2 separate regions of the Mus musculus genome follow, and region 2 is linked to region 1. Evidence: chromatin contacts called from public Hi-C data. All regions are on one chromosome and are shown on one strand. The core of a region is the stretch at or near the end of the contact, and the rest is flanking DNA. Distances in the headings are between cores, read along the strand shown.

Region 1 (5,371 bases), core at 527-3,026:
CCTTCTCCTTCTCCTTCTCCTTCTCCTTCTCCTCCTCCTCCTCCTCCTCCTCCTCCTCCTCCTCCTCCTCCTCCTCCTCCTCCTCCTCCTCCTCCTCCTTCTTCTTCTTCTTCTTCTTCTTCTTCTTCTTCTTCTTCTTCTTCTTCTTCTTCTTCTTCTATTAGATAATTTATTTACATTTCAAATGTTATCCCCTTTCCTGGTTTCCCCTCCGAAAATCCCCTCCCTATTCCCCTCCCCCTGCTCACCAACCCACCCAATATAGTGAGCTGTAACCCCGAAAAAAGGACAGTAGGAAACAACAAGGGTGCCGCAGGTAGGGAAAAGCTCTGCTGGTCCTGTGCTTAGATGAGCAAGAGTTGCTGAGTGAATCAGACAATGATGGAAATTTCCAGGGAAGGACTAACCTTGTAGATGCTTGTTGGCGTCTCTCACAGCTTTGATATTTTTCTTTGTTTCTATCTCATTTGGCGCTGGAGAGGGGCTTGAACCAATGTATGGTAGGAGTGTGGGGATGAATACATAAAGACAAGAGAGAAGGAGATCATTTTGTGAACCCCTTTAACCAATGGAAATGAATTTAAAGCGAATGCTATGGAGGAGGACCCATGCACTAGATGACGAAAACCGCCTTTGTCTGATTTATGCTGATTTTTTTGGTAAGGTCTTAGAGATGGTTTAAAAATGGCTCAGCAGAATTGCAAGGCCTCCTTTAGTTGTCCCACCCAGAGTAGGGCTGGAGAACTTGAGCTTTATAAAGATATCCGCTTACTAGGGGGTAGGTCTTAGGCAAGTTTAACTACTTTTAAGCCTCGATCCCCTCATCTGAAAAACAGGGTATAATAATAGTATTTCTTTCCTGGGGTGAGATTCAAATCTATTAAATATGGACAACCAGGCTGGCGCAAACAAGCACCATGATGTTGCCTATTTTACCTGCGATTTACATATAATCCTCTGCCAAAGTGAGTTGTATGTGGTACCATGTGTTTGTGCAGGGTTGACTAGCTTAACATTCTCCCTCATCTAAGTGATGACTTAGAATCCATTTCCATTATCAGAGCAAGAAAGTATGTCCAGTGAGACCCTATTCTGGACACACAATGGATAAGACACAATATGCAGTAAATTCATTATTAAAATATGTCTTAAATATCAGAAGAGTATTTAGGAAATCTATGGAGGCAGCTGCCTGGCTTGTCCAGAGGCCATTTCTGCATCGCATGCCAAGTGTACAATGACAGACGTCATGACAGGAGTTTGACACAGGAGTTTGACTCAGGATTTGACTCAGCTGGTTTATATACCCCCTTTGCCTTCACAGATCTTTCTCCCTCAACATTTAACTGTTATTTTTTAAGAGGAAAATCTGAGCCAGTAACCAGGACACCGGAGGAGAGTCAAGGTTGGGCAAACGCGCTCTGTTATTAGCCACCAGCAAAAATGGTATTTTTAAACAAAAGCAATTTTTTAAGTTTCGATTAAGGGACTCAAAAGGATTTTCTAAAATGAATCCTGCTCTGAAGCAGTTCTTCTTCTCCTGCGACTTCACGTCGTTTGGACAAGCCGGTGCTTCGAAATGGTTCTTTTCCTGCTGACGTCACCGCATGGCTGCTTCTTCCTAGCAAGACTTAACTGAGGGTGCCCAGCCCAGGAGCTGCTTACCCTGAAGTGGCAGTGATTTTTTTTTTTCAAAAACAATAAAGCTATCTACACTCAGTCTCTCTTGATTATACTGCAGGAACAACCTGTGTAGGGAAACAATATCCTGGATCCTGCTGAAGGCTCACACAGATGGAACATCAGTGGGAGGAGCTGCCAGCGACTTCCCTGCCAACTTGTTAGTGCTGGAGACATTATCCTCTTGTTTTGCCAGTTTAATAGAGGATCAGTCGTAAAAATTCTCTGTGGGCTCAGCAACATAATTATTATCTATGGTCTCTGCATTAACTGTGAGGAAACATCGTGGTCTGAGTCTGCCTCATTTTAAATGCCGAGCTGTGCCCACATTTATCCCACAACCAACCTGAAAAATGCAACATCCCCTGAGCACAGCTATGCCTGTCATCATGGCGGATGCTAAGTATGTGCTTGCCTATGTCCTGCCGTTTAACAGTCAGTGCGCTCCTGCGGTGCTTGCCTCCTTTCCCCTGACCTTTTCCGACATCAGTGCCCTTGCGATTGAAAATTATTAAGCAGGGAAAAAAAAAATCTGTGTCACATTTAGTTCTGGTACTCAGTCCAGAAGAGCCAAGCCCCTGCAAATTTGGAAAACAAACTCCTTAACAGATGGGCCGCATAAAGTTTACAACATGTGCGGTGTGGGAGGTAGTATGACTCTAGGCGAGAAACAGAAGACTAGAAATTTGGGAGCGCAGAGTTTTTGAATTTGCTCTTGTTTCCTTTGGTTCTAGCAGATCACATAAGCTTATGCCCTTCAGTTCTCTCACATTACCTGATACCTTAACCTTATAAGCAAGTGAGTAATAAGAAATCAGGAAACGTTGTTTTTCTTAATAGGAAGCAGGAGCACATTGCTTCTTGTTATTGCCAGGACTGTGCACAACTGGTATCAATCTGCTAATAAAAACGGGGCTGCAGGATTTAGAAAAATCCCGTGTTGCAATTTTAAATTTGAAAAAACAGTTCTCTTTCACAGAGAACAGGTGTCTTTGGTCTATAAACGGCAAATATTAAGGCACCACAGAAAAGAAGTTGACCTGTCTTGAAAGAAAAGAATCATTGAAAAATTGTTGGTTGATGACTTCCAAATAGGCATGGCAGCATGTCTTGCAAGTGATCTCTGGAAGCTAAAGGTGTTAGAAATCATTTGAACTAAAGTGGTGTGATATGAACTTGATTATTGTGTGACAGGCAAGGGTGCTGAAACATGGATGGTCTTTGGTATTATTCCGGGTTATTTATTTAAGGACACAAATGTCTCAGCCACACCACAGGCCTACTGATTGGAAACAATGACAAGCAAACCTAGGGACTCTGTGCTTTGCAAAGTCCTTAAGCTGATACCAATGGCTAATCACAGTTGGTCTCTGTCATAATTTCTAAAACTATGTGAAGCAACAACAACAATTTGGTCATATAGATTATGACTGAAATTCCAAAGCCAAAGACAGAAATACAGGTGTTATCTTTTAAGAAGACATGAGAGGATGGGAGACAGAAAGTGTAAGGTCGGGAAGAGGGGTCCATGGTTCAGTCACAAGAAGGCCGGACAGGAAGCAATTGAGAGGAAAAGGCCTTCTGAAGGTGAGCAGGAGAGAAATTCAGAAGTGAAGGTTTGCAGATAGCGGCAAGGACAGTGTGGGTGCTTCCCTGCTGAACTGGTCTCAAAATTTGCTTTTAGTTTGACACTGCCTCCATTCAGTCAGAGAACATGTGATAGTTTGAATGAGATTATCCTCCATTGGGACATTTATTTGAAAGCTTGGTTCCTAATGGGGAGAACTGCTTGGAAAGGATTGGAAGGTGTGGCGTTGTTGAAGGAGGTGTGTCACTGGGGTGTTCTTTGAGGTTACAAAGCCCATGGTATTCCTAGGTAGTTCTCTGGCTCTTTCTCTGATTCATGTTTATGGATCAGATGAAAGTTCTCCTCTGCTGCTTCATTGCCAGGCCTGAGCTGTCTGGTGCCACGTTCCCCACCCCATCATGGACTCACCCTCTGAAACTGTAAGCACCAATAAATTCTGTCTTCTATAAGTTGGCTTGGTCACAGTGACTAACTAAGACAGTGTATTTTGAAAATTGAGCTGTATCCATGATGCTGGCCTCTCTGCAGCACCCAGGGAAGCACTTGAAGGATGCAGGATCAAACACATCCAGCACTGTCTCTGTAAATTGGTTTCTGCATACCTCTTATGAAACACGTTCTCCGACTGGACTGATTGCTAACTTTTTAAAAGTATAGTAACCTTATGTTGCTCTTGGAAGCACCAACTTCATACCCATGCAGTCTTCATACACGTTTCTCACTCCCATAAAATTCTGCCCTCCAACTATCTGCATTCAATTTGTGTTTTTAACTTAGGCCAGCAGTTCTCCACCTGTGGGTTGTGACCCCTAAGGGAAGTCAAATAACCCTACAGAGGTCACATATGAGATATCCTGCATATCAGATATTTACATTACAATTTATAACAGTAGCAAAATTACAGTGATCAATTAGCAATGAAGATATTTTTATAGTTGGGGAACATCACAGCATGGGGAACTGTATGAAAGGGTCACAGGATCAGGAGGCTGAGAACCACTGACGGACTTTCTGGCCATTCCTTAGGATTTCTCTGATTTTCTTTCAAGATCTTGCTTTGTAGTTCATACGGGCCTGGGATTAATTATGTAGGCTTCAATTTACATTGCATTGGCTCAGCTTTCTTAAGTATTACCATTACAGGGACTCACCATCCCTGTTTGGTAAGGACAATATAGTCTAAAGTAGACCTCTTTATTATAGTTACACTGCATTTCTTGTCACTATTAATCATAATTTAATGACACCCCATGGGCTTGGTTGCTTTTCAAAAATCTACAATGGAGATTTAGGTTTTCAAAAGCAGTCAGTTTTGGCCATTTTGGTGTACGTGCTATCCACCAAAGTTTCAGAATAACTGTGAAAGTTTAATAAATAATTGCTCTTGTGGTAAGCAAGCAAGTGCATCATAGGTGTTTAGAGACCCAAGGAATCTTTTAGTATGTCATTTATGCCAAACAACTCATACTGTTTAATGCTATTGTTTTCGGATTTGGGGAGATACAAAGATGAGTCATGTGGATGTAAAAACAATTATTTAGGCAAAAATGTACTGAGAATCAATTGAGTTGTGGTGAAGATATAAAAACGAAGAAAGTAACTAAATTTGGTTCTTACAATCAAGAAAGATGGTTATGCGGTGTTTCTTCCACTGGGCCTGGGTCTATATGGAATTTAAATAGTCAACTATAGTAAACAGTAAGTTTCTGACTTATAACACAGCCTTCTTCCTTTAGTTAGATGTAACCACCCTACTATGTCAGGGATGGTATTTAGAGACAGGGAGGAGGAAGGAAGCAAGAAATATCTGCTCCAGCCCTGGATCATAGTTGATTAGAATTGACCTGGCCTCCTGATCCAAGTAAGTGGAGTCAAGCTCTCCCTTCCTGGGATTTGCAGTGGCAATTTAAAAAATTCCAGGCAGCTGCAGGTAGATGGTGAAACAAGTTGATATGAACATGCTGGCGAGTGGAAGGCGGGGATGGGGGCAAGTTCTGTTTTCAATGCCATATGAGACCCACTTTATCTGCTTTAATTAAGCTAGAGTTAATGTGTGTCTATTATTCCAGCTCTAGAGAGTCTTAATGAAGACAGATGAAAAGG
Region 2 (4,642 bases), core at 1,272-3,771, 160 kb before region 1:
AAAAGTCTTGTGTGGAAAATAATCTGTTCACTGTCAAATCACTTGTGTTCTGGACAGCCTTGAGAAGTAGATACTGAATAAATATTTATTGACTCAACTAATGGATTTTCAGACTTCTTACTCATGCCTTAAATTTCATATTCCCACTTATCCTGTGGGACTTCTTAGTAGTTATTCCAATCACCCCCTCTCTTTGCTAATGGAATACTTTGCAAATACACTGGTACTTTTTGCAAATACAAAACATTGGTCCATGGCATATATCTTCATGAGTATCCTTGACATTTCCCATTATACCTTGACTGAGCCTTTCAAAGAAAATGATGATGTGTTAAATCCATACTAACATTTAGAATAATGCTTTCATGCAGCAGTGATTCGGCAAATACTTGTTGACTAAATAAATAATGAAAGAGAAAGCCATCAGTCAAAGATTGTGCTTGCTACATCCAAGAGGGAACCACTAAAAAATGGGGCAATGATAAATATGGTTTTCACATGGATCCCCCAATAGTTGGAGCAAGACCCGTCTCTTGACTCTATTGCCTGCCATTGGATCACCTTCCCCTACTTGTAGGGCCTCATTGGTCAGGCCTCAGTGCAAAAGGATGTGCCTAGTCCTGCTGTGACTTGATATCCCAAGGTCATACTGAAGTGGGGCTTCCCTTTCTTGGAGGAGAACCAGAGGGGTGATGGGGGAAGGGTTTGTGAGGATAGGACTGGAAGGAGAAGAGGAGGTGTGGTGACTGGGCTATAAAGTGAATAAATAAACCAATTAAAAAAAAAAACAAGAAAGAAAATGGCACACCCTCTAAATTTTCCTGAAAAAAAAAAAAGTTTGATTTGGGTTTAGGTTCTTTGCTTCTATCTCTTTATGGAAAAAAATTGGAGGGTTGAAAAGCAAATTTTGGGACCACCATTAAGATTGATTCCTAATACAAGGCTAAGCCTGTTTCATGAGGAAAAACTAGAAGCCTTGATGAAATAAGATAAATCAATAATTGCCAGGTTATGAAACAGAAACACATTGACCATGTTCCTAAGCTCACCTAGGTCTGACAAAGAAAACATTTAGATGAGTGTGCACTGTGACAGGCATGGTTTGGTTTCCTCCAAACTTCCTGTTTCGAACTAGAGACTTTTAAGTTGACAGTGTTAGGAAGGAGTCCTTTGAGAGGGGAGTAAAGGGTTAAGGCAGAAACATCCCAGGTGTTATTAGTGGCCTCATAGGAGGGAGCTGGTTCACCCCTTCCTTCTCTTGTGAAAACACAAGAGAAGGTACTGTTTAGGGAATGAACCTTCACTACACCTTGAGTCTGCAAATGCCTCCATCTTGGATTTTCTCAGTCTCCGGAGGAATATATTTCTGTCTCTTTAAGCTACCATTTTAATGTTTTGCTGTGTAAGCCTGATCTGATTTTATTTATTATTTTATTTTTCAAGAGAGGCATTTCTTCCCCTTGGAGAACTTTCTAATATCTTACAAAGACAACTTAGAATAGTGGTAGAGCACAAATCTGGCAGGTTCAAGGCTCTGGTTCAATCTCTGGTCATGGAAACAATCAAACAAGCAAGAAGCTATGCACTCAGGAAACATGTGCAATGACATCCATATTTAATGAGATTCAACATTTCTTCTGCATAATAAAGGCCTGTGGGGCAGGAAACACTGCATAGTGTGATATTACCAATCACTGCAAGATTAGTCAGAGTTGCTAGTATCTATGTGGCAGCAGAGAAGACATCACGTGTCTATCTTCCCAAGGTTCGCATAAGATTAGTGCAGTATTTCAGCCTAAGTGACTAGGAAGGGTAAACAATAACATTCTGATTTTTGTGGCTCAGCAGGAACACATACTTATTTGGTTGTTAAAAATCTGCTGGTTGCTAAGCATCCCTCAATGCAAAAAGATGGTTCCCAAGGTGGATGGACAAAGGGCCAGAAGCAGATCACAAAGGGAACTCTGTATTTTAATATTGCCCTCATTTCCCACTTTCTCCTCATTAAAGATTCAGCTTCAGTTGGGCCCAGACAGAAAACACGCCATCTCACTGATGTATGTAATGAACCAGTCGTCACTGAAACAAAAGGAAATATGCTGCGATCTGAAAATATTCCGCCAAGTTGTGAAAGCAGACGATTGCTTGCCAAGGGAATCAGTTTTAAATTCAAGAGAACTCGTTGAGTTCAGCAGAGGCATCAAGTTTGTGTTTTGCAAAAGCAACATTTGACTCTCTCTCTCTCTCTCTCTCTCTCTCTCTCTCTCTCTCTCTCTCTCTCTCTCTGTGTGTGTGTGTGTGTTTATATACCCATATCTTATACCATATATGAATCTTTGCTCCTTGAGTTAAGAGAAAGCAAAAAGAACAAACCACCACCATTCAAAATGCTACCACAGATGGCATGCCCATCCATGTGGGTAAGGGCTGCTGAGCAGGCTGAAGGGTACACCCTGTACGCATGTGTCTTCCATGCTGAGCAGCCAGCCCTCTAATGGCCCTGTGCTGCACCCAAACATGCCTCCTGCCCAGGGAAGTGCCCGATTCTCTCATGGTCTGCAGGCTTCTCTTGCTCTCAGGCTCTGCTCTGTCCATGGCAAAGCAGGTTGGACCACAAGGCCGTTGCTTCTCAGCGGTCAGCATGCTGTCCCACTGGGTAGCTGCCTACGCTTGTCACAGTGACTCTGCTCCTTCCGTTAGCCATTTGGCCACTGTATGATGTCGAGGCTTTGGTTAGTTCCCTGATTAATGAGAAGAACGACATGCGGGGATGGTAATTAGATGGCTTAGTAAGTAGCCTGTGGATTTGGCCCGAGACTTTGGAATCATGGTCACAGGTTTCGCTGTGAGTTGGCTTCACTGTAGACGATGCAGGGAATTTGAAAAGCTTCTTCCTGTATCTCTCTTTTCACCCCCCTCTCTCTCTTCCCACTGTCTCCATGTTTCTTTTGCCAATATTCCTAACAACTCTTCTAAACCAGAGCAAACTGTCCGTTAGTGGCGGCACTCACTCTTACGCCTTAGCCTGGAACCCAGTGCTTTGCAACTAGGTAAATCATACACATAGCTCCAGCAGCATTTTATCTGTGCCAACAAATGATGGCAATAACAGCACCATTGTGTGGTTTTTCTTGGGCCTTATTAATTATAAGGAGCATTTGCTCTGTCATTATTCCCCTGTGTCATACGACAAAGCTAGGTTTTAAGATTGCGAGTGCAGCCTGCGAGACTCCAGCGGGCCTGGGGGTATTATGCAAGAACGACTCAATAGTCTATAGATCAACAATGTGGCATTCATTTATAAAACTTAAGGGTTTTGAGTAATAATACAGAGACATGAATTCAATCACACTAGACGAAGAGTCTCTAGTCTTTGCCTACTCTTACTAAGTAGATCAAATACTCTAAATTCATTGTCTGGGTTTGCCTTACTTTCTTGGCAATATAGCCAGACTCTCGGTTGTTCCTCCAGTCTGTCTCCATAAGTACATCATTCATGTGGGCTGTTGATGCATCCTAGAGTCTGAAATGACTTTTATTGTTTGGAACTTATTGCTAAAAATGATTATTTCAAAAGAATCCTGGGCAACTTATATTATTATTACTACCAACATCATCATTATTAGCCATTATCTTTCTATAGCTATGATTGCTTGCTAGAATTATAAGCAGGGAAGGGAAGTGCTCTGGTGAAAGACATAAATGCTACCTTGCATTGGAAGAAAGGAAACATTGATACCTCTATTAAAATTATAATGTAGCACAGATAATAAGCACTCAACAATTATTTGTAGGGTGCAGTAGAAAACACAAACATTCACCCATTTTTCAGGCATTCTCATTCATCCCGTTCTGCTGAACTTCTGAGCATCACAGGAACAAAACAAGATGCAGTATGTGAGGGTGACTGATACAGGACCTACAGCTTTCAGAGTCCCATCCCAGCTACAGCGCTTTGTCTACATGGCAGTTCCGGCTAGTCTTGTTTGCTTGAATTGTGATGCTCAGACCTGATTTAGCAGGATGATTATTTCTCATTTAAGATGAGAATTGTGAAGTCCAAAGGGAATAAATAAACTCTTAATGTTTGCTGAGTTAGTAAGGGGAATGGCAGAAGGAAGTGGGATTATATGCCGGTTGGTCAACCTGAAGACAATGCCCGTGAGCTCTCCAAAATGGCATTTTGTTTTGGAGGGGTCGGAGGTGGGGAGATTGGGGGAGAGGGGGAAGAGAGAAAAAGAGAGAGAGAGAGAGAGAGAGAGAGAGAGAGAGAGAGAGAAGAGGAGAGGAGAGGAGAGGAGAGGAGAGGAGAGGAGAGGAGAGGAGAGGAGAGGAGAGGAGAGGAGAGGAGAGGAGAGGAGAGGAGAGGAGAGGAGAGGAGAGGAGAGGAGAAATTAGTTTGGTGCCATACGTTACATAGAGTGTTGATTGATTTTTTTTCACATCCCTCAGAAGCCACTATTCTCCTTTATGATTGGATGGACAGACTTGGGAACAGTGAATAAATCTTCTCTAATTCTCTCTGTTCTCATTTTACTTTATGATAGTTTTACTCAGCTATAGTCATGGCATCCTTGTTTTTCTTTACCACACACGTTTTCATGCCCTGGCTTTGTAATTTAATGTGGTGGAACCAAAGGCA

The links. Hi-C and Micro-C count contacts between places; a contact is called where the count stands out from the background.
Region 2: a Hi-C map of cerebellar granule neurons shows a contact between it and region 1, with 1.8 times the contacts expected there. The contact joins two enhancer-like sites. A contact is called at or near these places in 1 of 15 datasets of contacts at CTCF or cohesin (pro-B cells), 6 of 484 Hi-C or Micro-C datasets (cerebellar granule neurons, cerebellum, cerebral cortex and 1 more) and 1 of 115 datasets of contacts at active chromatin or transcription factors (bone marrow-derived macrophages).

What each region holds. Positions count from the first base shown.
Region 1 is chr10:98,482,861-98,488,231 of GRCm38.p6, reverse strand. No RefSeq gene overlaps it. Among named protein-coding and RNA genes, the nearest start is that of Gm34297, 52 kb to the left of the region's middle. Within about 2 kb of position 1,776, at least 31 of the 459 cell types and tissues checked have an H3K27ac peak or open chromatin away from gene starts, as enhancers often do. A contact at or near this core is called in cerebellar granule neurons and cerebellum, where this site is marked.
Region 2 is chr10:98,643,875-98,648,516 of GRCm38.p6, reverse strand. No RefSeq gene overlaps it. Among named protein-coding and RNA genes, the nearest start is that of Gm34297, 110 kb to the right of the region's middle. Within about 2 kb of position 2,521, at least 12 of the 459 cell types and tissues checked have an H3K27ac peak or open chromatin away from gene starts, as enhancers often do. A contact at or near this core is called in cerebellar granule neurons and cerebellum, where this site is marked.